Linked DNA regions of Mus musculus: regions 2, 3 and 4 are each linked to region 1. A link is a contact called in public HiChIP or PLAC-seq, capture Hi-C and promoter capture Hi-C data. All regions are on one chromosome and are shown on one strand. Each heading gives the region's core, a stretch centred on a gene start, on an enhancer-like site or on the middle of the called end of the contact. The rest is flanking DNA. Distances are from core to core; before and after follow the strand shown. Region 1 holds the start of Snrpe (small nuclear ribonucleoprotein E). Region 2 overlaps Mdm4 (transformed mouse 3T3 cell double minute 4). Region 3 holds the start of Mybph (myosin binding protein H). Region 4 overlaps Pik3c2b (phosphatidylinositol-4-phosphate 3-kinase catalytic subunit type 2 beta).

Region 1 (7,367 bases), core at 2,889-5,388:
AACTGTGTCAAATTCTACTTAATGTTAAATATAAGTGAACACAAAAAACGACATCAGATTTAACATCCTTGGCAAGGCATGGTTGCGAATGTCTATGATCCCAGCACTTGGGAGGGGGAGGCAGGAAGGCCAGGAGTTCAATCTGTCACTCTCAGCAAGACTGAGAGTAGCCTGGGCTACCTGAGACCCTATCAATGAACAAAACAAAGGAGTGGGTAACAGAGTAAGTGGCAGGAAGATGAATTCAGAAGTGTGCTTCTCCCTTCAAATGTAACTTTATAGCATGAATTTTCAGCTATAGGCCATTCAAGTCTGCCAGTGAAATAAACAGAAATCTGTAAAGCCAACTATCTCCTTACCCAGTTGTTTTCTTGACTTTGTTTTAGAATGAATCTCTTCTGCATCATCTAATACGAGGTTCATGTACTCATCAAAGCCCTGGGAAGGCAAATGACAATCATTTTTAAGCAAATCACATCCGACCATTCTAAAAGAATAATTAGATTCAGAAATATCAACAAATTTTAGAATTTTATGCTATCACTGATTTTTCAACACAAACACCTACAGCCTCTACTTACTTATTAACTACTTTGTATTCTTTTAAAGTGTTACCTGTATGTATTTATTTTTGGATCGATGCGTGCACATTAGGACAGGTGCTTAAGGAGGGCAGAGGCACTAGATCCACCTGCCAGAAGTACAGGCAGTTGTGATCCATCAAAGGTATATACTTTGAACTGAACTTGGTCCTCTGCAAGAATAGTAAATACTTTTACCTGTTGAGCCCCTTACTTCTGAGACAGCGTCTTATGTGGCCTATGTTTGCCCTAAACTTCCCACACAGCCAAGGAAAGCCTTAAACTCACAAATCTCCTATCCTCTCTATTCCAAGTGTTGAGACTACAGGTATGTGCCACCATGCCTGGTCATATGTGACATGCCCAATGCGTGGGGGCATTTTCATTCCTTTTTGGGGGCAGAGATGGTGTTGAGGATTAGCGCACCGACTTCTACCCATTAGGCAAGAGGTTTACTACTGAGCTGCATCCCCAGCCTACCTCTTTTTAAATAGCAAAGAAAGCTAGAATGAGATCCAAAGTACTTCAATCCCTTAGAGGTAAATATTCGCCAGGAATGCCTGCTGGACACTACCCAATTCGGCATGTGCACACATGAATTGCCTTCTGTCACTGCACACCCATGTTCCTCACTAACACGACTCCCACTAACTACTGTGCTTGTTTACCAACTCCTAAGAGAGTATTGATAGACACTCTTGATATCTACATAAAATAACAAAATACTGTGCAGCTTTGGGAGGAAGGGTAGGTACTAGGGAGACATGTCAATTGGTAAAGTACATGCAGTCATGAGTTTGGATCCCTACTCAAACAATGCAGTGCACAGTGGCCTGCAGCCGCACCTAGTGCTGGCCAACTAGTCTTGTTAAATCCATGAGTTCCAGGCTCAAAAAGCAGAGAGCAATAAAAGATACCTCTAGCACATACATCCACACATATGAGTATGTACAAAGCAACCCCACTCACTCCCTTGATGCAAAAAAGAAAAAAAAAAAGTGAGGCTGAGCACGTCTGTAAATCTCAGGAGGCTGAGGCAGGATGGGAAGTTCAAGGCCTTTACTGGGCTACATAGCAATTTCTTGCCTCAAAATAACAATGCCAGAGCTGGACAGTTCAGTAGTTAAGAAGACTGGCTTTTCTTCCAGAGGACCCAGATTCAATTCCCAGCACCCACATGGCATCTCACAACTGTTGATAACTCCAGTCCCAGGGGATCTGGTGCCCTCACACAAATAACAGTAGGCAGAACACCATTGCACATAAAAATAAATAAATCTTTAAAAAAATTTTTTTTCCATTTTCATGGCTATTAATCTAAACATTGAAGAGGCTCAGACAAGAGGATTTCCATGTGTAAGTCTCTCTTAAAAGACTCTGCCTCACACAAAGGAAAAACAGAGACGGGAGAGGTGGTGGAGTTACAAATCCTTCCTTGCTGCTCTTGCAAAGGACCCAGGTTTGGTTCCCAGCACCTACATGGAAGCTCACAATCACCCATCTTCAGGTGAGCCAACAACTTCTGGCCTGTTTGGGCATTAAACACACACAGGCAAAACACTCAGACAAATAAATCTAAAATAACAACAAAAACTTATTGCCATGGTAGCTGTGTGGTAGAGCAGGTACTTTGATCCCCAACACCATCACGATAGAAGCCTAACAAACCATAAGTCTCACCCCCACCAGCTCTATTCTGGCATGATCTAATCCAGAATGCAAGTCCTTTATCACTCCCCGCCCCCCTCTCATTTTGTTTTTGTTCCCTCTCCTCACAAACGAAGCTCTTCTTAAAAGTCTTAACTCTCCCTTCCTTTTTTTTTTTTTTTTTGGTTTTTCAAGACAGGGTTTCTCTGTGTAGCTCTGGCTGTCCTGGAACTCACTCTGTAGACCAGCCTGGCCTCAAACTCAGAAATCCGCCTGCCTCTGCCTCCCGAGTGCTGGGACTAAAGGCGTGCGCCACCACCGCCTAACCTCTCCCTTCCCTTCCTCTTAAGAGAAGTATTATCTAACCCTATTAACCAGAGCAAGGAGAAAAGGCTAAATAAATAACTCCAGCTCTGAAGAGCTTTCTTTGGGTTGGGTCCTTGACGCCTTGTATATTGTTCTTACTGGCCATCTTCTGAGATGTCTTTTTTAATAACAACTTGAGGAAAAATAGCCTGGGTACTCACAATAATACAACCTTCTATCCGCATATTCACTTGTTCATACAGCCACACCTGAATTCGAGATCTCTGAAATAAAAATAATGACTTTAGAAATGTAAACAAATCCCACTCCATTACTTTGTTTCCACAATAAACGACTTATCTTAAAAATTCCAATAAATATAAGCCAAAAACTAGAACTAGTTAGTCTTCATCTAAGAGCTAGCAACACTGGTTAACCTGCTGAGAAACATTTAATAAGTGCTCGGGCAGGCCTGTCCAAACTAATTTTCCTACTCTGAAAATTTATTTTTGCTTCTGGCATGAATACACTTACAGTTAGAACTGTTCACAGGATAGTACAAAGCGAATCTGGCGATTAAAAATTACAATGGCTTAAAACGATTTTTCATCTGTGTTGTAACACTCTAAAATAAACATCGCTAAAATCTCCTCAAAGAAGAGCATTTGCCACTCGCTTCTCTGTATATAACGCCCCCACTCCCCCAAACCCCGCTTTGGTGTCTTTTCTCCATTCTAAGTCCAACTATGGAAAAAGCACTATGCAACTGTCACTGCTAAATCCGATGACAAATCGTTCTTACAGAGTAATTTTAATAGTAAATATAATTACATTGTTCTTACAGAATAATGGTAACTGTGTGCATCCTTAAGTCAGCACGGACATATTAATAATTAGCGCTTTCCCTGTGACCTTATCCTCAACTCTGGTTCTCCCCCCCCCCCAATTTTTTAGTCTAAGCACTAGAAACAGAGAATTTGTTACAAAGAGTCAAACAGGCCCAACTTTCATTTCAGTAACAGTAAGGAAACAACTTACGTACATTTTGCAAGTATCTGAAGATAAGGTTCTGCAGCACGGCGATCAAGGAAAAGAACTACACAAACAGCGGAGCCTCCGCTCCCAACCGCGCCGGACTCTCCAGCGCCCCAAGGTCCGGCCGGGCTACATCCGCAAGCACAAACGACCGCCGGGAGCATGCGCTCCCTCCCCACCGCCCTCGTTTCTCCAACCTTCCCGATGGCCCACATCCTCCTCTCCTCCTCGGTATCCCCCGCTTTCATCGCGGATCGCCAGCCTGGCCGGGTCCACCCGGAGCCCGCCTTCCGCCTCCCGCCTCCCGCCGCCCTTCAACTCCGCGCGCTTTCCTGCCTCCCCGTTCGCCCCAGGGCCTCACGGGAAGCGGCCCGCAGCGGGCTGCCCGGCTCCCCGCCCACGCTCACGGCGCCTACGGCCCCCAAAGCCCCGAGTTCACGCAGCGTAGGATACGATGGGCTGCACCATCACCTTCTGCACCTTTTGGCCCTGGCCGCGGTACGCCATGGTGGAAGTCACAAAGACCACACGAGTAGGAAGGCCGCCTCGGAAAGCGACTTCCGGAAGCAAGACCCGGAAACGGAAGTGCAGTGGTCGTCGGCGACGCGGGCCGGTCCTGGGGAACGCCTCTCTAGGCCAGGAGCCGCTTTTTCTCTATGCTGATAGACTCCGCCGGCGGCCTTCCGACTCAACCGCTCTTTGAAGTCGAGGTCGGTCCTACAGCGCCACCTGGAGGTAGGCTGAGAGGCTTGCCTCTGCCTAGGTGCTCTTCTGAGAGCTGCTCTGGAATTTAGAGGCGGCATCTTGTCCAGAACCATCTGCAGACTCCCCTTATTTGTTTTGGGCCCCAGAGCTAGTCTAGATGGTCATGCCCGAAGCAGTGGTGGAGTTGTGGCTTGTTCAATAACAGATTCAACCCTCATCACCTTTATGCAGAGTTAACTGTTGCAGTGGCAACTGAAGATGGCAATCTAACTAGCTTGGAGGTATTGAAATCGGCTTGTTGGACTCAGATCTCTCTCAGTTGTGTGACCGGTGATAATTAAGTCATTAGGCCTCAGCATCTCCGTCCCGCAAGGGGACAGGAGGTGAAGATTCAGGGAGGTAGTAGTGCACAGGTGCTCCTAGAACACATCTGTAATCTCAGCTTGTGGAAGGCGCAAGGTGAGTATGACCTTAAGCTAAGTAGTACGTTCCAGATCTAAGCTACATGAGGCCTTGTTTCAAAACAAAACAACCTACATGGTATACAACCTGATAAACTTAAGGTAAGTTAGAAATGTAAGTTAAAAAAAAATGCATTTAATGCAGATACCTTGGGCCCAGGGGAGATGATTCGGTAGGTGGGACATGAGGTCTGTCAACCAGCACCTACACAAAATTACATGCCTGTAATTCCAGAGACAGGAAGGAGGGTGCCTGGGCTGGATGGCCAACTAGTCTAACTTAATCGCCAAGTCCTAGGTTCAATGAGAGACCCTGTCTCAGAAGGTAGGGTGAAGAGTGACTCAGAAGGACACTTGATGACATCCTTTGGCCTCCACATGCACACAGAAAATTGTTGAAAATGTATATGCCTAGTCTACTCAATGCCATCGCTTAGCAACACAACATAGCAGCCTTTCTTGAAGCTGCAGCTGCCCCCCACCTCACCAGAAAGTACCTAGAGCTGCTTACCAGGGAAATGATCAAAATTTAAAATGCAAAGTCTGATTTTTTTTTTTTTACAGAATTCATATTGCTTTCACACCATCTTTAGGATGAAGAATTGTAAGTCAGGAGCTATCTGGATGTGTGTGTGTGTGTGTGTGTGTGTGTGTGTGTGTGTGTGTGTGTTAAAGCCTCGTCCCCCACCCCACAACACAAGTAGCAAGAAAAGGGACTGATTAACCTGATTAACCATGCCTATGTTAGTTAGTAACCATGCCTATGTTAGTTAGTAACCATGCCTATGTTAGTAGTAGGCAAGCCTACTCAGTTTTCTGTTAGGACAGGGCTTGTGGCCTGGTTCAAAGTCTATCTAATATTTTAAAATATTTAATATTTAACATTTATTTAAATATTCTCTTTCTAACAAGGAAGCTGAGCCTTGAAAGGATTTTGGATGGCATCTAAGGGGACTGGCTGGCACTTTAGGAGATACCACTTAGGTCAAATAACAGAATCTAAATTTGCTTACCTAAGGTCTTCTTCAGATGAGAATAACACGAGCGCCAATCTATAAAAGTATTACGATGAAAGCTTTTTTTTTTTTTTTTTTTAAGACAGGGTCTCATTCTGTAGTCATGGCAGTCCTGGAACTTGCTATGCAGACCAGGCTGGTCTGAACTCACAAAGATCCACCTGCCTCTTCCTCCAGAGTGCTGAGACGAAAGGCATGTGCCACCACACCTGGCTGAAAGCTATTTTTAAGCTACAAAAAGAGACTTACATTTTTTTACATGGGAAAATTATTTCTTTAAAGAGAATCTATTACACTCCAAACATGAGAAAAAGCATTTACTGCCCACAAAGGCAGAGTGGAGAGAACCCACAGAGACCCACTCCATCTGAAATGCAAAGACACCTCACCACTTGCTTATGCATTTTCTGATTCCTAAACTTTGGTTAGTTGAATCCTATAAACAATTCTTTTAAGTGATTCTACAACTCATCAGAAATGTTGTATGATTTCTTTGTTCTTAAAACAAAATTATTTTCCAGGGCCAGCAAGATGACTCAGCAGGTAAAGGCACTAGCAATGAAACCTGGTGATGTGAGTTCAATTCCTGGATTCTATGTAAAAGTGGAAGGAAAGAAATACATTAAAAACCATACACTTGCTGGGTATGGTAGCACACATCTTTAATCCCAGTAGTTAGAAGATAGAGGCAGGTGAATCTCTGAGTTTGAGGCCACCCACAAAGCAAGCTTTGGGATAGCTGTTGATACACAAAAGCTGAAAAACACAAAAACAAAAACAAAACATATACTTACATGCATGGGAACACATCGTAAGTAGAAATGTGGTGTTCTAGCCTGCGTAGAGGACAGTGGACAATGTTTAAGGAGTTTTGGTTGGTTGATTTGTATGGTTTAGATTTGTCCAGGTATCTTGTGTTTACTGATGACCTAGTATCACTACTTGTAAGTATTCTAGCTTTATATATTATTTGGTGGGAAGTAAGTAGAATTTTCCTTTATTCAACTTTAGAATCAGATTATCAAATTTTAAAACATTATTGGTTTTTTGTTGTTGTTTATGTTTGTTTATTAGTAGAATGTCTTTGTGTAGCCCTGGCTATTCTGGAATCTCTGTAGACCAGGCTGACCTCAAACTCAGAAATCCTCCTGCCTTTGCCTCCCAAGTGCTGGGATTAAAGATGTGCCCACCATTGCTTGGCAAAACAATATTATTTGCCTTTTATGTGTAGAGGTGTTTCTGTAACTAGGCCTATGCACCACATGTGTGCCTGGTGCCCATGGAAGCCAGAAAAGGGCATTGGATTTCCTGGAACTGAAGTTACAGATGATTGTGACCCACCATGTGGGTGCTGGGAATCAAACCCAGATCCTCTGGGAATGGAGCCAGTGCTCTTGATTTCTGAGCCATCTGTCCAGCACCTAGATCACCAATTTTTTAAAATTACATTTGGAATTTGTGTTACTATTAAATTTAATATCAATATTAAATTTAAATGTCAAATTCCAGTACATACTATTGACTTATTTCTTCAGAGGTTTTTGTTTGTTTTTTAAGTCTGGGTTTAGCTCTCTGGTAGTGTAGGACTAACAATCCTACACGTGGCCTTGGCTTTG
Region 2 (7,367 bases), core at 2,865-5,364, 620 kb before region 1:
TGGGGACAGCCTAATCATAAAGCAAATTCTAGGTAAACCAAATAGCGAGACTCTGTCTCTGAAAACATAACAAAAAAAAACAAAAACAAAAAACCCTAAGGCTATCAAGGTAAGATCAGAGATAATTTACAATAAAAGTTTAACAATGCTACATTCACCAATAATGGCATTACTTGGGATTGCACATTACATCAAAAGATCTCAAAATGTCTACAAGACAGTCTTTCACAAGAGGGGAGAGCTGGCAGCTCCTCTAAAGAAAACATATAGTGTCTGCAAACCATGAAGAGCTGTCAACAGAAGACCCCAGCTAGGTCTAGGGAGTCACGTTCACCAACCACCTGTCTTGGATACTCATTAGCAGCTTAGCCTTAGAGGGCTCCACAGTTCCTCTCATAAGCTCAACTGCAACTATCTACCCATACATCTAAGGAACCCCGTGATGCGAGCTCACCGTTCCCTATGGCAGTGCAAAATTCCACCCATCTGTAAACATTGTACACTTTACTTTTGGCACAGGACAGCTTCCAGGTTTATCTTTGAAGTGCAGGTTCTAAAGAGCTAGTTCTTTATCTTAAGACATTTTTAGCAAAGGTAGCATCAATCTATAGTGTGCACATGCATGAATTGTAAGAGGCATCAAAAAATAGTATTCTTTAGACTGAATCAACAATTTGGGCAAAAAGGAAAATAACAGTCACAGTATCTAAAGCCATGGAGGTTCACAGAATATCATGGAAACAGAACAAAACAGCGAAACAGCTGGTCCAAAAGTGTCTTTCTTTCTAAAGAGGACTAAACAAGTAACATCGGAGAACTGGGAATGATCCCCAATTTCTCAATCAACTTTTCAAAGGCCCCAACATTACATTGAACTGACACACAAAGGTTACAAATGATCCTGGCTTTCAGAATAGATTCTTTCAAACCATGCAAAGTATCACACACACCTAAATATACATAAATAATGAATATATATCCACACAGTCACAAATGCTTGGCGGTACAATGTAATCTACCCGTTCCAGCCCTCAATCATAAATCTACTACATCCTAAATGGGCGAGGGCGGCAGTCACACCTATCTGAAGCCGAGCTCTGAGTCGCTCATCTGACACAGTAGTAAACAGAAGCACGTCAACAACCAGGAAGTCCCTGTGGGGAACACAGTAACAGCGAAGCCCTGGAGACTTTCCTAGTAATCCGACACCTCTGCTCTGCACTTTTTGTCCAAGATAGAGTAACAAAAACTTAAATAAAAAGCAAAATAAGAAATTTAGTCATTACATGCCTAGAATTCCAGCACTCGAGAGGCAAAAGCAGGAAGGTCACTGCAAAGCTGAGGCCAGCCTGAGATGTAGGGTAAGGCCCAGGCCAGTCATGGTGAAACAGCAAGACTCTGCCCCAAAAGATTAGGAGAAACGTTAGAATGAAGCTGACATACTATATCATGTATCCTATTTTGAATGCAGTGCTTGGAATTAAACATCATAATGACCCAATTCCACCCAGCAGGTCCATGTCTAGGAAATGACTAAAGTCCAGGGCTAGACATATCATAGCCTATTCTCAAGCAGGGACTGTGAGTGATGGCTTCTAGGATTACCTCTAAGCTACCGTTTCTCACTGCCATGGAGATATGGATATACAAGTCTGTTATCAGTCCCTCAGAGAGACTGCACAGCAACCCCAACAGGAGCTGCAGTATTTTCAATACAAGCAGAAGACCCATAATAGCAAGGACTTGGCCACTGAGTTTGCTACAAATAGTGAAATTATCAACTGGGAGCAATGAATGACAAGCCATGGCTAGGAAAGTTCCTCGGCAAACTGGTGGTGTGAATGAGAATGCTCCCCTATGCTCATGCTGGAGTATTTGGTCCCCAGTTGGAGGAACTACTTGGAAAGGATTAGGAGATGTGGCTCTGTTGGGGAGGTCTGTCACAAGGTGAAGGCTTGGAGGTTTCAAAAGTCCATGCCATCCCCTGGGTTCTCTCTCTGCCTCCTACTTACAGATCAAGATGTAAGCTCTCAACTGTTCTATCATGAACTAAATACCTCTGAAACCATAAACTCAATGCTTTCTTGTACATTCTGCCTTGGTCGGGATGTTTTGTCATAGCAATTTTAGAGTAGCCAAGACACAGAAGCTACTACCAGGAAGTGGATCTTTGCTGTGAAAGACCTGACCATGTGGTTTTTTTGGAGGAATGTGTAAGACTTTGGACTAAGAAAGGGTTCAAGGCTGTAAACAGAGCTTAATGGGTCCAGTTGGAGCCTAAAAGACAGTTAGTACTGAGAGGAAGCCTAGATCAAGAGGCTGCAGGGTAGAACAACTATTAACAACTGGCTAAAGACTTATTCTGGTTATGTTTGACAAAGAATGTGGCTGCCTTCTACCCTTGTCCTAAGAATTTGCCTAAGCCTGGAGTGAAAAGTAATTTCTTTGATAGAAGAGGTGTCCAGAACGCCTAATACTGGTTCTGCAGCACAGTAATTAGTAATTCTTTTCATGGAATGTGGTGGTTTACATGAGAATATAAACCACAGGCTCTTAAGTTTGAATACTTGGACCCCAGTCGGTGGAAAAGGTAGACCAATTACGACACTGGGGGGGCAGGCCCTGGGGTTTTCCAGGGCTCTCTTTTTCTCTGCATTCTACTTGCAGATCAAGATGTGAGCTCTCAGCTGTCCCTGCCTGCCATCATGGATTCTAACCCTCTCAAAAGCAAACCCCATTAAATGCTTTCTTTTATATTTTGCATTGGTGCTTTGTCATCAAAATTAAAGAGTAACTATGATAACTGATCCAGTGAGAATTTGGTAAAGTTGGGTCTAATGGTAGAGCATGGGACAGACAGGGAACATGGGATCAATGCAAGATAAAGCTAACATAGCTCCTCTTAGTAGTAATTAGAGGAGCCCCAGTGGTCCCAGTCCAGCAGGGACATAATGACATTAAGGGGACTGGATACCATGCATCTCCCCCTTTCTAACAGCAGGAGCCATAGGAAAAGCCAAGACAGCTAGATTGCCCTCAAGCTCAATAGTTCTAGGGACTTGGTCTTTAAAATGATGTTCTCATGTCCCTGGGGAAACATCAAGATGGCCATGTGTTCAGTGGACACAGAACAGGCATACGGGATTCAGCGTGAAGATCTTCAGTTCATATATTGATATTATACTAAGTTGATGTGGTCTAAAATGACTAAGCAGAATTGAAGAGATCAATTTGTTCCCCTCCTTTCACAGCTGCTACATTCCTCCTCTCTACTGTTCAAGCCTTATCATAGGCCACTGCCTCAGAATGTGAACAGCTGCAGAGCACAAAACACAAAACACCCAGCCAGCTTGAGAGACAAATGCAAAGTGTGGGCAACAAAGTCTGTGCCTTTCCTTTTTGGAACTGATAATAAGGCTGTGGAGAGATGTACACCTGTGTTACCTGACCTAAAACTAAGAGATTTCAGATGGGCTAGTGGGGCGGCCTATGAGCCTATGAGCACATAGGTGGTAGAGACAGCTATCAGGAATTTAAGGTCATCCTTGACTACACAATGAGCGACTGACTGGATATGTCCTCTTCAGTGTTAGCCCCAGTATTTAATAAATGCTTTAGATTTTGATGCCTCAAGAACATTACATAACACCAGGGTAGAGAATAAATCAACTAATGTATTATTCTTGCAATAATTTGGAAGTGAATAAAAGAATGCATTGCTATGTTTGTATTGATATTATTCCCTCTGGGTTCACAATTTGGAAGAACAAAGTATCTTCTCACTAATGAAACCCTCAAAACTTAGCTAAAAGTTCATATATGCTTATACAAATAAACATATGCAATGGGTCACATTTATAAAAGATGCTCAATACTGATCCTTTTAAGACTAAGATCTCATTATATGGCCCAGACTGGCATCAAAATTGGTGATCTTCTGCCCCTGCCTCTAAGAATACTGATTTTTTTGATAAATGACCTGGTCCTCCTAGTATTTCTCTGTGACTGACTCAACTATGCTATAAAAACTTTAATAACCAACTGAATCTCTTTCTTACAAGCAGGACACGAAGCCCCAGACTTCTTCAGTCTCCTGGCACAGTGGAAACATGTCGTCAGATGGCTCGTCTTCCCATGAATAATGTTCCCATCCCGAGGCCTTTTTTCACATAAGCTACACGGCTTCAAGACATTCTGGAAATCTTCCATACTTTCTGTTTCAGCTTTCTGCTCAGAAAAAATATCTGTTTGTTCTCTCGCGCTTGAGATGATCTCCTGGCTTTCAGAACTATGAGCCAAATCCAAAAATCCCACTGAGTTGCAAGGGTCAAACCTGGGCTTTTCCTCCTTTAAATATCCATCTTTAGGCCTAACAACAGGAGCTGAAATGGTTCTCCTACAATCGGGAACATCAATTCCTTCATTGTCCTTCTTTTCAGGTATGGCAGTAATATTAGATGTAGATAGGGAATGAGTTAATTTAGAACAATCCGAATACCAATCCTTTCTCAAGGCCCAGCAACGAAAACAGTACCTCTTGCTTGGAGAATTAAACTTCTTGCATTCCGTACACTGCCACTCATCCTACGAGAAGTTAAAATAATTAAAACTGATGCTGAGACAAATGTGTGTTCACTATCCCCACAGTAATGAAAAACAAATAATTCTAAAAGACAGGCCAAATTCACATTTCACTAAGTGTCAAAACATTCCATACCAGTGGTCCAACCTGAGACCTGAACAAATTTCATAGTCACAAAGCAAAAAACCTTTACAAGAACAGCCAATATGTTCTTAACCACTGGGTAGCGGCTAAGAGCACTGACTGCTCTTCCACAGGTCCTGAATTCAATTCCCAGCAACCACATGGTAGCTCACAACCATCTATAATGGGATCTGATGCCCTCTTCTGTCATACAGGTGTACATACAGATAGAACACTCATATACAATCAATTAATAAACAGACAAAACAGGTTTAAAATTTAAATCCTTGCTAACTTTCAAGGTAGTTATCTGGAGTTGCCTAGTATTGACAGAATCAATGATTTGGTAACACACAGACTGCATTGCTTTCAGGATGTGGTAATCTGAATGAATATCCCCTCCAAGTCTCTAACATTTGAATACTTAGTCCCCAGCTGGTGTTAATCTGAGTTGATTGAAATGGCCCTCAAAGGTTCACAGATCTGAATGTTTGGTTACTAGAGAATGGCACTATTTGAAAGAATTAAGAGGTGTAGCCTTGTTGTAGGAAGTATGTCTCTGTAGGTGGGCTTTGAAGTTTTCAGAATCCCATGCCAGGTCCAGTGGCCCTCTCTTCCTGCTGCCTGACAATCCAGATCTAGAACTCTACTTTTCCAGCACCACATCTGCCTGCATGCCACCCTGTTCCCTGCTGTGTTGAGAATGGACAAAAACCTCTGAAACTGTAAGCAAGCCCCAATTAAATGTTTCCTTTGATAAGAGTTGTCTTGGTCATGGTGTCTCTTCAGAGCAATAGAACACTGACTAAGACATGGCCTTATTGGAAAAAGTAGAACTGGGAGCCAGCCTCCATAGTGAGTAATTTACAGAGGAAACTTGATTTAAAAAAAAAAAAAATGGAAGGAAAATAAAAAGCCCTCAAAGTATACACTTGGGTTTAGATTTGTCACTTGGTAACAAACTTAAGATCTATTACCTAAAAGCTGAATTATCAACTCTTCTTTAGTAACCCTCCATTTATATTAACTGTATGGAAACTAAGCTTGTTTCACTTGAAGTGGGTTTTTGTTGTTGTTTGGTATTTCTACAGGGTCTCTCTGAGTAGCTCTGGCAATCATAGAACTTGTCTGTAGAACAAGCTGACCTAGAACTCAGAGAGACCCACCATTGGCCAGCTCACGTGCATCTTGTTAACAGATGCTGGTAAATTATTTTGCTACATTAACTTATAGATCTGTCCTTAGATAAGAAAGTTGTTCAAGTAGGCAAAGTAACAGGACTATTCTGAGCAACTCTACATCAATCCTGCCAGACAACCAAAGAATTTGTGTTGTTATTACACTGTGTGTTTTTTGCATATGTGTGTTTGTGTGTATAGTGTGAGTCCAAAGATCAAACTCAAGTGGTTAAGGTTTGGCATCAAGCCTTTGCCTACTGAGCCACATGTGTGCCAGAGCAGGCTTGTGGAGGTCAGAGGGGAACTTCAGGTATGGTTTATCACCTTCTACCCTGTTTGACAAGGTCCCTGTCATTTGCTACTGCATATGCCAGGCTAGTTGGCCTGTAAGCCTGCAGGAATTCTTCTGTCTCCACCTTCTTTGTTGCTACAAGAGCCCCAGGATTACAGACATGCGCGCCCAAGCCTGCTCTCCATGGGTTCTGGGACTCGGGAGCTCCTCGTGCTTCACATCAAGTGTTGCCCTGCCAAACCAGCCCCCACGCCCTGTCCAGAGTTGTGTTAGCAGGGACAGATAGAATGATCATCTTTCTCCAAAGTAGAAATAAATAGTAGCTCAAATTATTCTTTTATTCTCTCAAATTCCAATTAAAAACTTCTGAAGAAGATGTAATGTAAAGAATCCAGCCAGGTGTGGTGGCGCAGGCCTTTAATCCCAGCACTCGGGAGGCAGAGGCAGAGGCAGGTGGATTTCTGAGTTCGAGGCCAGCCTGGTCTACAGAGTGAGTTCCAGGACAGCCAGGGCTACACAGAGAAACCCTGTCTCAAAAACAAAAACAAAAAAAAGAAAAGAAAAAAAAGAATCCAACATATCTTAGAAACTAGGAAAAGCAGACAGAAACAGGAAAAAAATGACATTCTGCAATGCACGGGAACTAAGATTCAGCTAAAACTTGGCCACAGCAAAGCATCTTTTACCTCAGAGGTAAGTTCCACGTCAGTATCATCGCTCAAGGACCTGGAGTCCTCAAGATCATCATCCTTTCCCACCTCCACCGTCTGTGAAGGAACAGAGACCGCATTAGACAAGCGCACCTGCTTCCCGGGAGACTGCACCCCACATCACTACCACTTAAAAACCACAGGGCTACTAAATACCTTCTCTATTCAGAAAGAGGTGTTCAAATTCATAGCTTCAAAGAAAATAACTGCCAGAAGGAAAATAAAAGCAGCAATTCCTATGCAGGAAATGTTATGTTGTGCACGGTGGCCACAGGGAATGAAATAGAGCACTTTAAAGCTTTACTCTTCACATTCAAGAAAGCTATGTGACAATCTGGCTGCCTTACAGAAGGCTGCCCGCAGACCAGCCAGGTGTGCTAGTGCACACACACCGTAATCCCAGCAGCAGGAGGCAGAAGCACACAGATCTCTGTGAGTTCCAGACCAGTCTGCTCTAATGGTGGGATCCTGCCTCAAAAGGA
Region 3 (7,367 bases), core at 2,677-5,176, 580 kb after region 1:
GTGGGCACTGGATTTGGATGATTTCCAGGGCACCTGTCAGCCGAAGGAATTCTTCCCGCTCACCAACGCCATCAAGGATGCCCTGGCTTAGCTCCCCCTTTCCCATATGGTACCCCCACTCTCTGGCCAGGAGTTTAATCTCTTGCAATGTTAAGTCCCCCAACTGAGCCTCAGTTTCTCCTTCCCTTGGCACCTGTGTAAGGGGCCACAGCAGGCTCAGCTATGGAGAACAGGGAACTAGGGTAGGACGATGGTGGGGTTGTGAGAGTCACAGTGTGAGCAGATACACAACCCTGTTAAGGAATGCAAATTCTCAGACTCTAACCTCCCTTTACCCAGCCTGACCAAAGGACACCACTTGGATCAAGTAGGCAAATATCTTACAGGATTGAGGGACCATACTAATTATACCCTCTGCAAAGCCCAACTTGAATCCTTCCCTTAGGAACTTAATCGTCCCACTTCCCTTTCCCTAATTCCACAGCTGTTCAATAAAGCGCCAGAACCTAACGGTGTGCTATAATTGCGGCCGTCTCTATGGGTACGTGGGACCATGGCACTCACCTATCTTTTCTGGATTTCTTTCTCTGAGACTTGGGAATCAGAGCTGACAGAATTGAGGTCTTGATGCAAAATCCTGGGCCCTAAGAAGCCTTAATGAGAGGTGGGATCCTAGGGTTGGGGGAAAGTATAGGCTTTACCTAAGCACGGCTGACAGCAGACGTCCAAATTAAGTACCTTATGGAAAGAGACTGTTGCAGGGCCTGGAAAGAAGACGTTTAACCCTCTGACCCTTTAGAACAGTGGTCTTCAGAATGTAGGTCTTGACCCCTTTGGGGGTGGCATATCAGATATTTACATTATGATTCATAACAGTAGTAAAATTACAGTTATAAAGGAGCAACAATATAATTTTCTGGTTGGGGTCATCACAACATGAGGAGCTGTATTAAAGGGTCACAGCATTGGGAAGGTTGAGAAGCGCGACCTTAAAGGGTAGTGGGAGATGGCCACAGGACAGGTTAGGAAGCCCAGGAACCCAGAACATTAGGGACAGAAAGGAATGCAGTGCCTTTTCATGCTATTCACTGCCGGGGTCTCCAAACCCTTGAGAGCTGGCCTTTAGCCCCATACTCCTGAGCGGTCCATACCTTGTTATCTTAGAGGCCGTCAACCCAACTGCTGGCCTGAGAACTGTCTAGAGTCCAGTGCTGTCCCTGTGCCCACTCCCCTTCACACTCTTCTCTCAGCTCATAAAGTTATCAAAGCTTCCCTGCCCAGGCTGGCCTGGGACAGTAAGGGAGGAAGATGAAATCGTATTGGCCCAGACGGGCAGCCATTTTTCCAGTCTTTGTGTGGAGGAGACACTCCCACCAGGGTCCTGTGAATTTCCAGGAGCTGAAACTTGGCTTTATTGAGGGAGCCTGGATAAGATGTATTCTAAAGCAATTGGGATCTTATCTGTGGTCCCCTGATGTTTGGTTATCTGACTTGGGTCAACTATTAGTTGGCTTGATGTCGGTGACTCTGCTTTTGAGGCGGGAAGAAGCCAATGCCAATCTGCTGCCCTGAAATCTGAACCAGCTGGAGCCAGGCACATGTAGCTGATTCCAAGGTTGCCACTCTGCTAAAGGCAAGGTGCTTGGCCAGGTTCTTAGGGGTAGAGGTTACCTGGCATTTCTTGCTGATTGGTGGGCCAAGCAGCTCTAGCTTCTGCCCACTGTTCACCCTACTACACAAGGTCTTTAAAACCCCAGGTCTGTGAGCTCTCCTAGGAAGTGTCCCTGTCCCTTGAGGCCCCCCTTCTCCCAGTTTGGGACAGGTTCTCTTGGCTGACTCAGGCTCCTGCCGAGTTAGTCACATTCGCTTATAGCTGCAGAGTCAGAAGCCAGGTTGGAGATCGGTTCTCCCTACCCAGCACAACTCTGAGTCACCTCACAGAGGACATGGACACCCAAGCAGACTTGGACACAGGCTCCTTAGGACCTCCACTAACACCTCACAGAGACAGTTGGGGTTGAGAGGCACCTACACTGCTGTGTTCCTGTCCTCAGGAAAGGCGAGAGCCGGAATACTGTTGACAGCCCTTAAGTAAATTACATGCCCATTTGTTCCTGAACTGTGAGGCACAGCATCTCTGCTTAAGAGCGTGTGAGGGATATTGGTCTAGTTTGAAGAGTTTCTGTGTATTGAAGGGGAAACCTCAATGCGACTTTGGAACCTCTATAGTAACAACCATCCTGCCCCCTCACCCGGAGGCTGTCATTTTAGGATACCCTTGGCCTCTCCGTCCTTCTATTTGACTTGCCACCTCTGGATGCACTTCGAAGATGTGAATTCTGGTGGCTCTGCATTTGGACTTCAAGGACAGGAATCTCATCGGGTTTCTGTGATTTGGCCCTTGCTCTGTGAGATCAGCCGTGGCTCCTCACTGTCATCTTGCTTCTGCTTCAGAACAACATGAACGCTCCAGTTGTTTATCCACCCGCTGTTCAGAAACAGCCATTTCCCCGAGTCTTGTGCTGCTGCTACAAGTGATGCCTCTGTCAACAGTCTCATCCTGTGTCCTGGGAGTCCAGAGGGTGGACGCTCAGAGCCACTGATCAGGCACCACCAACTCCCTGCCTCGTTTTTTTCCCAAAGTCATTTCTCTGAGCCACACTCACACCCACAGAGAAAAATTTGACTGCTCCTCCTCCTCCCTGACACATGGTATTTTCTGGATTTCAAATTATTACCAATCTTAACATCTTGACTAAATGAATCAGTGAGTAGGAATTTGTCTGAACCTGCCCTGCTTCCCACACTAGCAGAGTCTGGGCCTAGGTCCCCGTTTTAAGAGGCCAGGAGATTCAGGCCTGCCTGTCTTACACTCTGACATGAGGGTTCTCAGTAGGTGGAGGGAAGCTGAAGCCTGGGGATAAGTGTAAACAAGTTTCCAGCCTTCCCACAGAAACAGAAACCTGAGGACATTTTTGGTCCTGGCTTGAATGTTCCCTCTAAAATTCCTCTAATTGTCACTAACAGTATTAAGATGGGGGGCTTTTAAAAAGTTTTTAGGCCATAGGACACTTCCCTTGTGAATTGGTTAATATCATTGTGGAAGTGGGTTAGCTATCTCCAGAGTGGGAACTGGATAGAAAGCATGTGTTTCATCCATTTTCCTCTGTCTGGCTTGCCCATTCTCTGTATTCCACATCCCAATCACCACAAAGCTCTTTAGGGGGTGCAGTGGGCATGATCTTCGACTTCTCAACCTCTAGAGCCTTGAGAAAGATCACCTCTTTTGTTTATAATTCACAGAACCTATGGTGCGATGTCACAACAGCTGAAGACTGATCACCACAGTCCCCTTTCCCAGGACTCATGCTGGAGCACCTGCCTCAGGCCAGCCTCACCTCCAGCATCTCAATTCTCACCTCTGTGGGGTCCTTAGCCTCACACAGCACAAGTGGGAATCCCCAGAGACTGTGGGGACCAAGAGAGACAGCGAAGGCCAAGGGGGCAGTGCTCACAGGGAAGACTGCTTCAAGCATTCTTAATTCTACGCTCTATTCCAAGGAGACTCAGGCCCAAGGGGGCCCTGAGAAGACCCGATTTATGGACCTGACTTGATCTTCCTTTCCAGGTGGCAGGTCTCATGACCCAGCCCCTGCAGCCCCAGCGATGTGCCAGCTCATCTCTCTATGCCCTCCCTGATCTGGGCACTGGCACCCTGGCTGTGAGGTCTAGCTGGGGTGATGGCAAGGTAGTATGCTTCTCAAGGGGCCCTTGTGGTTCCTCCCCCAGAGCTATTCCTGGCCTGGGTGCTCCCTGCCCCCCTGTCCCCCTGCCTGACCTGACCCCACAGCTGGGAATGGTTTGCTGGGGGTGGGGCAGCCCCTGCCTTTATAAGCATGAACCTAGCCTGGAGGCCCAGACCTACTGCTGACCCTTAAACACTCCAGCTTGACACACCCCCCCACACACACCAGCTAAAAAAATGACAGGAAAAGCCACCTCTGAGGCTTCTGTCTCTACTCCAGAGGAGACAGCACCTGAGCCTGCCAAGGTGCCCACTACAGAGCCTTCTGGAGAGGTGGCAGCATCAGAGTCCACCGGGCAAGAGCAGGCTCCAGAGCCACAGAAGCCTCAGGCACAGGATCCTGCAGCTCCTGCAGCTTCTGCCATGCCCGCAGCCACTAAGCCTGAACCTCCGAGTGAAGGTGACAAGAAGTGGGGAAAGGTGGAGAAGGGTGGCGGGTATGCAGGGAGGGGCTCTTCCACTCACCTTGGCTTCCCCCCTCCTCCAGATGTCCCCAGTGCCCCACTGCGGCTGACCTTGGAGGATGTGAGCCACAGCTCCTTGACTGTGAGCTGGGAGCCCCCCGAGAAGCTGGGCAAACTGGGGCTTCAAGGCTATGTGTTGGAGTTCTGTCGAGAGGGAGGTGAGCCCAGGGCTGAGTTCTGTTTCCACCCAGCTGAGTGGGGGTGGGGTGGGGCAGCAGGGAGGAGCACAGTCCCTGCAATGAGTCACTCCAGGACCTCCAGGACGTACAAAGGGAGAAGGTCTGAGCAGTGGTCTTAACTGCTACCACCTGGCTCCATAGGGACCTCTGAATGCACAGAGATGTCCAATGACCTCAGGGGACCTCCTGTCCTCCAGGTCCAGGTAGCCTCTGAGGACCCTTTTCAGGGGGAGTTAACCCAGGAGGCAGAAACTGGGGAAGATCCAGAGGAGGAGACTGTAAAGTAGGAGACAGTCAAGACAGCTTGGAAAAGTAGTCTCCCTCTCCGACAGCCACATTCACCCTGGCCTCTGTCTCTGCCGCTGCCTTGCTGTGTGTGCCTTGGTGAATGTGCCCAGCCCTCTCCGGCCCTTCTGCATCCCTATCTCTAAAAAAACCTCTAGCACCAGCTGTCAGAGACTATAGCCCAAGAGTGAGGTCAGCTAGTGTACATCACCCTTGAAAAGGAAACCACCCCCACCCGGGGTGTGTGTGTGTGTGTGTGTGTGTGTGTGTGTGTGTGCCCCTGCCACATCACTAACAGCCAGACATTCTCCGCTGCCCTCAGCCTCAGAATGGGTGCCTGTGAATCCCCGGCCCGTGATGGTGACCCAGCAGACGGTTCGAAACCTGGCCCTGGGAGACAAGTTCTTCCTGCGTGTGACTGCAGTAAGCTCAGCAGGGGCAGGCCCTCCAGCCGTTCTGGACCAGCCTGTCCACATCCAAGAGATCACTGGTAAAGCTACTCCTCGCCTCTTGCTCACAGACTAGATGTAATGGGGAAACTGAGGCCATGGTCAGTAGACCCCAAGCAGCCATTTCCCCCCCCATCTCACGCTAACATGCACAATCCGCATGCCAACGTGTCTTGCCTTGTGACAGGTTCAGGCTCCTCAGCAGCAAGAAGGAGGTCAAAGACGCCACCTCCCTAAATGGTCCAGCCCCGCCCCCACCCATCAGGGAACAGCTTCTTGTCCAGAGACAAAGCCAAGCTCCCAGTGCTAGAAGCCATCTATCCTAATCTTAATCTCTGAAGCTATGAAGAGCATTTGCTCTTTCCTCAAATCTGAGTTCCAGGCTCTCTAGAGGTTCTGGAACACAGGGAAGGTCTGTTTGCCCCATGTTGTATCCTGACTCTAATGAAAAGAAAAAGAGGCTGTATAAAGGGCCCCTGAAGGCTTCTTCATCCCCCAAAGGGCAGTGCCCCTGTGAAGACCCAGAGGCCAGCTGCTGTCCCTGTTGCTAATATTTCTATTTGCAGGGTGCATTAACCTTAGTGCCTCCCTCCCAAAGCGGATCAAGTTTCAGACTGTTAATGACACTGAGTCATTTGGTCTGTCTTAGCTATCTGGGGACAGTGTGGGGCCCCAGAGTGAAGAGAGACACGGGCAAGCAGGTGTCTGAGACCTTCTCCATCTTCCTTCTTGTTCCTTGAGGTGATGGATGGAGGCTGGAGATAGAGCCCTACATTTCTAGTCAAGGCCTCTAGGAGGAGAAGGCATCTCAGCCACAGAAGGGGTCAAATTTAGATTTGAGGAAATAGACTGCTTTAAGATCTAAGGCATAGGAGACCAGAACCACACACTATTATAGATTATCCAGACCAGGCAGATACCAGGGGGCCCCAGAGACTCCCACAGAGTCACCCAGTCTTTCTGTAGTCTCAGCTTCTGATGCCCACACAGGACTGTTCACAGCCACCAAGCTGCGGGACATCTGCTCTGGTGGTTTTCAAGAGCATTATCTGGGTGAGATAGCACCCCCCCTCCACACACACACACGTAAACAGCAGGATGTCTGTGCTGCCTGCAGCCTGGTTGGCAGAGTCCCAGATCCTCCCCCCAGGTCCCCAAGAAGCTCAGACTCTGAGATGTCTCTGAGGCCCGGTGTTGAAGAAGCAAGCCAGACACAGCACCTACCTCTCCATTAAAATTCCTCTGGCAGGAGAGAAGGGGATTTCCTGGAGAGAAAGTGGGGAGGAGGCTACGAACAAGGAGGGAACAGCCGGACCTCTCATGAGCTGGGCAGGGGAGAGTGGAGGCCCTGTCCAGGATCCTGGGCTGCTCAGCTGTCCCCTTCTTGGCCACCTGGAGCTGCCAGGCATTCCTGGCCTCCCAGAGCTGTCCCTGGAGCATTCCAAACCATGGCGTTCTGGAGCCAAGTGCCTGCTCAGCTAATCCTTGGAGACACAGTGTTCCTTCTTACTCTGTCCCCTACATGCCAGTGACCAACTGCTGCCACCTGTTTGCTGCTTAGGAGGCTCAGGCTCAGTCCCCACACCATCCCCCAGGGACAGGAATGGCAGCTGCTGCAGCTTCCACATCCAGTGGCACACCTGATTAGGCCGTAGTCAGGAATGGCTCCCCTACCAGAATAGGGGGCTGACATAAGACTTACAGAAGGACTTGGCCACCATGACACTGTGCGGACTGAAAGGCCTAAGAGCAGACGTTTGTGTGTCTGCTTTCACTTCTGTACAAAGAACTAGAGCCCCCTAGCAGGCCTGGAGGTTGAGGCTTGAGTCAGTGAGGTTTCACTTCCTCAGAAAGTCCTGGGCTCCTGGGATGCTGAATCAGCAGTTGCACACACTGCTTCCCTCTCTAGACACACTGGCTGTCGGGTGCAGAACCTGCCTCCCTCCAGGGGGAGACAGAGAGCCACCCAGGCCCATCTGGAGCCTGAGAATGCCTGGACTTCAAGGCAAATCCCAGCCTGGCAAGGTTGAGGTGCCAAGGGAGTGCCGGAGATACCAACCAGTTCACACTGTACAGTCTCTGACCTCCCTGGAGCCTCTCAGTTCTCAGCTCCCCAAGGGCCTTAAGGGATTTGGGTCCCTGGGACTCAGAATGGAAGGCTTTGTTCTCCCGGTGAAGAGGCAGC
Region 4 (7,367 bases), core at 1,238-3,737, 530 kb before region 1:
AGGTTTGTCCCCCAGTGCTTGTCTGTGTTGGACCTTATTTACCCTCCCGACAGCCAGAAAGCCCCTTGCTTGCTGTGCCTGCTTGCTGTGCCCCCTTCCCCCCCTTCACTTCTCCAGGCTACTATGTCTGAGTCCCCCTTTACAGAGCAGCAAATGCAACGTAAGTGGGTGGAATGCAGGTGGCAGGGACAGAAGAATGTCCACGGGGAGATGGAGGATTCTCAAATAAGTAGTTGAAGGGTCTGGGTAGATTGTCTTATAAAGGTACTAGAGGGAAGGCATAGCCTGTTTTCACACTTAGGTCATTCTTAGAGCAGTAATGAAGTACAGCTTTTGCTAACAAACACTAGAACGCCCCGACACCCTGCAGACAAGGTAATGGCATGAAGGGGCTCCTGAGAAGCAAGCGAGGCCTGTAATACCAGGAAGCTGGGGCAGAATGGCTGTGAACCTGAGGGCAGATTGGACGACGTAGTGAGACCTGGGTTCAGTTTGGAATACCAAAGTCAAGAGTCTCCATTGAGACTCTTATCCTCACTAAGCACTGGACCTGGTCCCTGACAGAGTATGAGGTATGGACACAGCCCAGCCTCCCACGTGGGTGTCCTTCCATGCTAGGGTCAAGATCTCTACCTTGTTACGCAGGACCAGGCCCTGTGGGAGGTGGTTTCTCTATGTAGCCTTGGCTGTCCTGGAACTCACTCTGTAGACTAAGCTGGCCGTGAACTCACAGAGATCCACCTGCCTCTGCCTCCCATGTGCTGAGATTAAAGGCCTGCACCGCCACACAAGCCTCTTAGTCCTTCTTAATGAAGGCCAAGGCATGTGGGAAAAGGCATGACATGCTGAAGGTCTGGACTCAACTTTGAGCCAGCCATCCTCAGTAGATGACAGACAGCCTGCAATGGAGGCAGTTCTAGGAGTGCTCTCCAAGATTTGGCAGAGTTGTTAGGACACTAAGAAAACAACTTGCTCAGTGGTAGAGAGTTTGCCTAGATTCATGAGTGGCGCAAAGATGAAACAAACCAATAAATAGGAAAGTACTTTGGATAGCTGAGCATGGGGTGCCACACCTGTACTCCAGCACTTAAAACACTAAAGCCAGAGGATTGTTACGAGTTCAAGACCAGCCTAAGTGAAATAATGAGATAAGACAAGAGAGACAGAGAGAGGGAGCGATAGACTGAGAAAGGGAAAGAGACCAAACCTGGTCCACCATCTACTGCTTGGTAAGCAAATGCACTCTCCTTTTCTGTCCTCATCATCTAAGCTCTGACCGTCTCAGTTCCTGTTTCTCTGTTCCAGGTGGCTGGCAGTGACTAATGCCCAGGGGGATATTTGTGTGAAAATGCTATCTATGTCACATCAGCCAGGTCCAGAGTAATAACTAATATCACACAGCAGAAAGAACCCAAACTATATAGGCTGCTCTTCTCCTGGTGAGCGTGCCAAGGGCGGAGCTGTCAGTTCAGATGCTCAAGATTGTGAGTGGCCAAGCAGGAGCCCCACCCAGCACCTCACAACCCCAGTAGCCCCAGTGCTATAGTGTTGGAGAAGGGCTCACCGAGAGGAGAATTTCTTAGGCCAGAAGACTCAGCTCTTCAGGAGAAGTAGTGGTTCCTTTGACCAAGCCGAGGCATAGGGTTAGAAAGGTCATATTGGAATCCCAGATACACTGGGACCTGAGGAAGGGGAGGCCTTGCCTGCTTCTCTGTATTATGGTTTCAGTAAGGCAGTTTGCCCCTTCCTTCTTTCTTTCCTTCCTTCCTTCCTTCCTTCCTTCCTTCCTTCCTTCCTTCCTTCCTTCCTTCTCTCCTTCCCACGGCAAGGTCTCATACTCATGCAGACTTAAATTGACCTTGAAATCCCAGCCGTCCTCCTGCCTCAGCCTCCCAAGAGCTGGGATTACGGCCATACCACGGGTCAGCTCTTCCTCTTGTTGGATGACCAGACCAACTTCCTCTCCCTGGCTGTGGGGTCAGCTGCTTCTCCCTCCCACTGTAGTTGGATGGACATGGGATCAGCTTGCTCTCAAAATAGGCCCAGCAGCCATGCTCTGTCACCTCCGGCCAGACCCAGCCTGGCATATCCCCTGGCTGCTGAAGGGGCCCTAATTATAGCTGTGGGGCCCCCAGGGTAGAAGCAGCTGGGGCAGAGCCGGATTGTGCCAGTCTGCGGCTGCTGAGTGCCTTCTTTGAGTGGAGACTTTCCCCAGGAGTGAGGGGCAGTGAAGAGGGAGGCTGCCTTATCTGTGACCTCTGACCTTGGGGGTGGCGGCCCTGCCTCTGTGCCCTTTGGGTGTAGCAGCAGTCGGGCCTAGGGCCAGCCAGGAGGGTGTGGCAGTGTGGACTTTGGCCCAGGGACAGCTTCCCGGAAAGGTAACAGGGTGGGCCCTGGCTCTCTTTTCCCCAGCCCCTCAGCTCTCTCCACCTCCCCACACCCAAATCTCCTTACCCTGAACTCAGAGGGTGTGGCTGGGTGTGGCCCCGTCAGGGCGGACCGTGAAGAACATCTGGCCTTGAGCGCTGCTTATGCTGCTTATGCGTGTCTTGGCCTGGCCTGTTTCCTTTCTCACTCTTCTCTGAAAAGCCCCTTCTCTTTTTTCCCATGACTCTGTTTTGGGGGGTCCCTGGGGCTAGGAAAGGTGGGACAGAGAACCTGGTGCTTCTTCCTAGAGAGGCTCTTGAGACTTGTCCTGGTCCCTTGGGAGGCATGCCTTGGGACATATGTGACACCCGAGTGGAAGGCTGCTTCTCTGCTTGTACTTTACACCCCCCGCCCCCAGCCCCCCCCCCCAAGGCTGTTGACTTTGATCCCCTTGTTTCCTAGGATCTGCTTTCCAGTGCAGGTGAACAGGCTACCTCGGGAGACTCTGCTGTGTGCCACACTCTATGCCCTGCCCGTTCCCCCTCCTGGGGGTTCCTCTGAAGCGAATAAGCAGAAGCGGGTGCCTGAAGCTCTGGGTTGGGTCACTACCCCTCTCTTCAACTTCAGGCAGTACGTGTGAGCGCCAGGGGAACAGCTTCTAGCCTTGGAAGGGAGCAAGGGGGATGGAGATAAAGCCTGGTAGTTATACTCGGTACTCCCTGAGAAGGGTTGGCCACATGGCGCTCACTGTGAAGCCCAGAGGTCCCCATCCCTGTAGAGAAGTCAATGCACAGAGCTGGTGACCCGGACTATTGATGTAACCTGGCAGGTGGGGGAGGGGCGTGGGAAAACACTATCCCTGTAACAAGTCACGGGGTCCTGTATCAGAAGGACTTCAGAGGTCATCTACCCAGGCACGGAGACACCCCTGCCAAAGGGTCACCTGAGTGGCAAGCTCAGAGAGGCTTTCTGCCATGGGAGCCCTCCTAGAGCTTGAAGTAAGACCTGTGGCCTCTGGGGATAATCCAAGGGACAGGAGTGGGGGAGAAGCTTCAACTAGAAAAGGTTTGGGGACAAGAGAGCAGGAGAGAAACCCCCAGCGTAGGCACCGCTTGTTGGCTCATCTTACCCTCCTTCTGCCTTAGAGTCTTGACCTGTGGTCGAAAGCTCCTGGGCTTGTGGCCAGCGACACAGGAAAACTCCGGTGCCCGCTGGAGTGCGCCTAATTTCCACCAGCCAGACAGTGTTATCCTGCAGGTGAGACCCAGCTAGGAACTCTGGGCATGGGATGAGATGTGGCCAAGCATCTCAGTAAATGGGAGAGCATGAGTCGAAGACATCCCCCTCCCTCAATTTCACAGCATCCTCTAAAGTTAGGTCTGAGGCCTTCTCCACCCATGGCTCCCCTTGCTTTGAGACCTCATGTTTCTAGGTCAGATCCAGCTGGGCGCTCCCTTCTCTTAGGGCTCAAGGGAAAGTGTTCCCACTAGTCACTCAAGGGACATGTTCTCTTTGGAGGGAGGGTGGGAGAGAAGCTGCCTCAATCCTGGTTGTGATTCCCATTTCTCGAGCCCATGAGATGCTGTGGTGTGGAATAGGGGGTGGCAAAACCAACAGACAGTGAAGAAGAAAGATCCAGAATACAACTCCATTAGCAGATGGTTTTACCTTTGGCTCTGCCCGGTACGGGTCAGGTGCTGAGTGAGAGAGCAGAGCCCCTTAGAGAACCGAACCGGATTGTTCAGCTCTGATGCCCACTTTAGGAGGATGTATGTTTTGGTGGCTCAGAGCAGATGATCACAGGCCCTAGAGTTAATAGAGCCTTCACTCACTGTGTGCTACCAGATCCAGACAGGCTAGGATGCCTCTGGGACCACACAAGGAGGTCCCCAGCTTCAGCCTGGGTACTCTCAGTGGCTTGCCCTGTCAATGCCGTTCAGGGTTTTGAAGTGGGGCCTATCCTGTCTTCCTTAAGCATCTCAACTCAGCCTTTCCCTACCTTCCCCATTGTTCATTTTTGATTCGTTTTGGGGTTTTTTTGTTTTGTTTTGGTTTCTTTGTTTGTTTGTTTGTTTGTTTGTTTGTTTGTTTTTTGAGACAGGGTTTCTCTGTGTAACAGTCCTGGCTGTCTTGGAACTTGCTTTGTAGTCCAGACTAGCCTTAAACTCTCAGAGAGTTAACCCAGCCCATGTTTCCTTTTTTTTTTTTTTTTTTTTGAGGGGAAGATTTGGATGAAACAGGGCCTCTCTATCTATGATTGCTGACTGGCCTGGAACTTACTGTGTAGATTGGGCTGACCTCAAATTTGCAGCGATGCTCCTGCCTCAGTCTTTCCGAGTACTAGGATTATTGGCGTGACCCACCACACTAGGCTTCTTATGGTTGCCTTTCAATTTTTGCTGAAAGTTACAGCTGGGATTTTGGGGATCACCACAGACATCAGGGTTATTTTACTTCAGGGAAGGGGAGGCTAGAGGCAGGAGCAGAAGCCTGTGAGAGAACAGCCGGGACCCAGGAAGTACCTTCACTCACACTGCCTCCTTCCTCCTTGCTGCGTCTGCGTCTCTGATCCTATCCCAAGATTGACTTCCCCAGCTCGGCCTTTGACATCAAGTTCACCAGCCCCCCTGGAGACAAGTTCAGCCCCCGCTATGAGTTTGGCAGTCTCCGGGAGGAGGACCAGCGCAAACTTAAAGACATTACGCAGAAGGAGTCCCTATACTGGTGAGGCCCAGGACACCTCCCTATATATCGCAGGCTTCCCGCTGTCTGTCTGTGTCTGCCTGACCTCTTACCTCCCAGCATCTAGGCTGTACCATTTGTGCTTGAGGACTGGAAGTGGTCATTCAAAGAGTCATTGCGACCACTTGACAATGGTGGCAGCCTCCAGACTTTCTTTAGTTGACACTAGGGAAAGTGCATAGAGCAGGTTAGGAGATAGGATCCCAGAAAGTCCGGTGCCGCACTAGTGACTGACCTGCCACCACCCCAGATACACCCCCTGGTTCTGGTGGGGCAGCTGGCTTCCCTGCTCTCACTTCCTCCTGCCCCTTCCTCCACACCAAAGGCCTTTTGCATTTTTCTGGCCTTGTCACATTCCAAAAAGGATCAGGTGTCTTGACAAGCTGGCAGCTCTCAGGAGTTAAGGAGTCCAGGCTGATCTCATCCTTGGAGCTGCTGTGTCTACCAGGACTGGAGAGGGAGGGGTGAGTAAGGAGAGTCAGGGCTCTTGATCTTCCTAGCCACCTCTCTGGGCCCAGCAGAGCCCTGTTCATATGCTGGGTCAGGGAACAAGCGAGGCAGACCTCCCTGCCCCCCAGCCCACTCCTCACCCCTCATTTCATTAGCCCTCAGCTCCAGTCTTCCATTAGACACCTGATCTCAGGCGAGTCCCAATTAGCTACAGACCCTGTAAAGCGAAGAGAGATCCCAAGAGGCCTCACAGTTGACCAAACCCTGACAGGTGTTGCCTACTGCCCTCTAGTGGCTCTACTTGGAAGTAGTACCATCGGGCCATCCCCTGGTCTGGTATTGTTGACCTCAGTCTGAGAAATGTCCCTGAGATTGGGTCAGAGGTGAGATGTGGATCCTGTTCTCCAAACCTGCAATCATCTGTGATCATTAAAAAAAAAAAAAACCCAAATGTTTAGTTTCTGTAGACATTCTGACTCAACTGGCATTGGTGTGGGAGCTAGTCGCCAGAAGTTACCAACCCCTTCTGTAATAATGTGTGGTGACGTTGGGAAGCCACTGAATGGTAGCGTGTGGGTCAGTTCCCTCGGAACAGCAGTTCTGTGTGCCCTGGCTCACTCTGCCGCTCGCTCTCACGTAGGCTCACGGATGCTGACAAGAAGCAGCTGTGGGAGAAACGCTATTACTGCCACACTGAGGTGAGCTCACTCCCCCTGGTTCTCGCCAGTGCACCCAGCTGGGAGTGGGCTTGCCTGCCGGACATCTATGCTCTCCTGCAACAGTGGACTCACATGAACCACCAAGATGCCCTGGGACTCCTGCATGCCACGTGAGTTGTAGCTCTTCCTTGTCCCGGCTCCAGCACTGCCATTACTTGACAGGTCAGCTCAGGGAAAGCAGAGTCGCAGATGTGCCAGCACTCGGCTTTCCTACTCTCCCATTTTCCTTTGTCTCATTTTCCCCTAATCTCATAACACCATCCGTATCCCCAGGTGCACGTCACATAGAGTTTACCACTAGATTTCCATCTGCACACGTCACAAGGTGCGCAAGTGCTGGCCTATCCACCTGCCACACAGAGTTCAACTGTTGTACATACTTTGGTAGAAACTTTTTGTTAAACAAATAATTTTGTCTGGGCGGTGGTGGATCAAGCCTTTAATCCCAGCACTTAGGAGGTAGAGGCAGGTGGATCTCTGTGAGTTTGAAGTCAGCCTGGTCTACAGAGCAAGTTTCAGGACAGTCAGGGCTACACGGAGAAGTCCTATCTTGAAATAAAACAAGGCTGGAGAGATGGCTCAGCAGTAAAGAGCACCGACTGCTCTCCCAAAGGCTGTGAGTTCAAATCCCAGCAACCACATGGTGGTTCACAACCATCCGTAATGAGATCTGACTCCCTCTTCTGTGGTTTCTGAAGTCAGCTACAGTGACTATATGTTTTACTTACATATAAATAAATGTGAGTATATGTTTTACTTACATATAATAAACAAATCTTTGAAACAAAACAAACAAAAAACCCAGATGTTTTTGTTTTTGAGACAGAGTCTCAATATATAGCCCTACCTGGCCTGGAACTCGACTTATAGATGAGGTTGGCCTTGAACCCAAAGAAAGCTGCCTGCCTCTGCGTCCTGAGTGCTGGAATTAGAGATATCCACCACCGTGCTCTAGTAGCATGCACATTAATAATAGAACTCAGGGTTCCTTTTTTTTTTTTTAGGTAAAATTTACATATTAAGAATACCCACATTCATCCAAAGATTTAACAAATGCTCTCCCTTTATAGAGCCCAAATCTTTATCCCT

The links. Promoter capture Hi-C pulls out the DNA fragments that hold promoters and counts their contacts. HiChIP or PLAC-seq counts read pairs in DNA pulled down with a chosen protein or histone mark. Capture Hi-C pulls out chosen DNA fragments and counts their contacts.
Region 2: a contact with region 1 is called in a promoter capture Hi-C map of hippocampal neurons, with 2.5 times the contacts expected there. The contact joins the enhancer-like site here to the promoter of Snrpe in region 1. A contact is called at or near these places in 12 of 39 promoter capture datasets (the 3T3-L1 cell line, 3T3-L1-derived adipocytes, the C10 cell line and 8 more), 11 of 484 Hi-C or Micro-C datasets (B cells, CD4 T cells, embryonic stem cells and 2 more), 1 of 115 datasets of contacts at active chromatin or transcription factors (bone marrow-derived macrophages) and 2 of 9 other capture datasets (embryonic stem cells and liver).
Region 3: a capture Hi-C map of macrophages shows a contact between it and region 1, with 6 times the contacts expected there. The contact joins the promoter of Mybph here to the promoter of Snrpe in region 1. A contact is called at or near these places in 5 of 39 promoter capture datasets (the 3T3-L1 cell line, the HPC-7 cell line, liver and 1 more) and 1 of 9 other capture datasets (macrophages).
Region 4: a contact with region 1 is called in an H3K27ac HiChIP or PLAC-seq map of large pre-B cells, with 4 times the contacts expected there. The contact joins the enhancer-like site here to the promoter of Snrpe in region 1. A contact is called at or near these places in 6 of 39 promoter capture datasets (the 3T3-L1 cell line, embryonic stem cells, hippocampal neurons and 2 more), 3 of 115 datasets of contacts at active chromatin or transcription factors (embryonic forebrain, forebrain and large pre-B cells) and 3 of 9 other capture datasets (embryonic stem cells, embryonic tail and pancreatic islet).

What each region holds. Positions count from the first base shown.
Region 1 is chr1:133,606,142-133,613,508 of GRCm38.p6, forward strand. Snrpe (small nuclear ribonucleoprotein E) reads right to left here and starts at 4,139. Exons shown (of 5, transcript NM_009227.3): 1 at 4,023-4,139; 2 at 3,577-3,603; 3 at 2,756-2,818; 4 at 360-438. The coding sequence starts at 4,076.
Region 2 is chr1:132,987,642-132,995,008 of GRCm38.p6, forward strand. Mdm4 (transformed mouse 3T3 cell double minute 4) reads right to left here. Exons shown (of 11, transcript NM_001302801.1): 10 at 6,862-6,942; 11 at 1-4,584. The coding sequence ends at 4,015. Among named protein-coding and RNA genes, the nearest start is that of Gm38687, 20 kb to the left of the region's middle. Within about 2 kb of position 4,115, at least 3 of the 459 cell types and tissues checked have an H3K27ac peak or open chromatin away from gene starts, as enhancers often do. A contact at or near this core is called in hippocampal neurons, where this site is marked.
Region 3 is chr1:134,189,522-134,196,888 of GRCm38.p6, forward strand. It overlaps Mybph (myosin binding protein H), which reads left to right and starts at 3,927. Exons shown (of 11, transcript NM_016749.2): 1 at 3,927-4,205; 2 at 4,293-4,427; 3 at 5,056-5,223. The coding sequence starts at 3,983. Chil1 (chitinase-like 1) reads left to right here. Exons shown (of 10, transcript NM_007695.3): 10 at 1-510. The coding sequence ends at 91.
Region 4 is chr1:133,081,989-133,089,355 of GRCm38.p6, forward strand. Pik3c2b (phosphatidylinositol-4-phosphate 3-kinase catalytic subunit type 2 beta) reads left to right here. Exons shown (of 33, transcript NM_001099276.2): 13 at 2,830-2,997; 14 at 3,513-3,624; 15 at 4,949-5,091; 16 at 6,200-6,388. Among named protein-coding and RNA genes, the nearest start is that of Gm51647, 8.0 kb to the right of the region's middle. Within about 2 kb of position 2,488, at least 77 of the 459 cell types and tissues checked have an H3K27ac peak or open chromatin away from gene starts, as enhancers often do. A contact at or near this core is called in embryonic stem cells and pre-B cells, where this site is marked.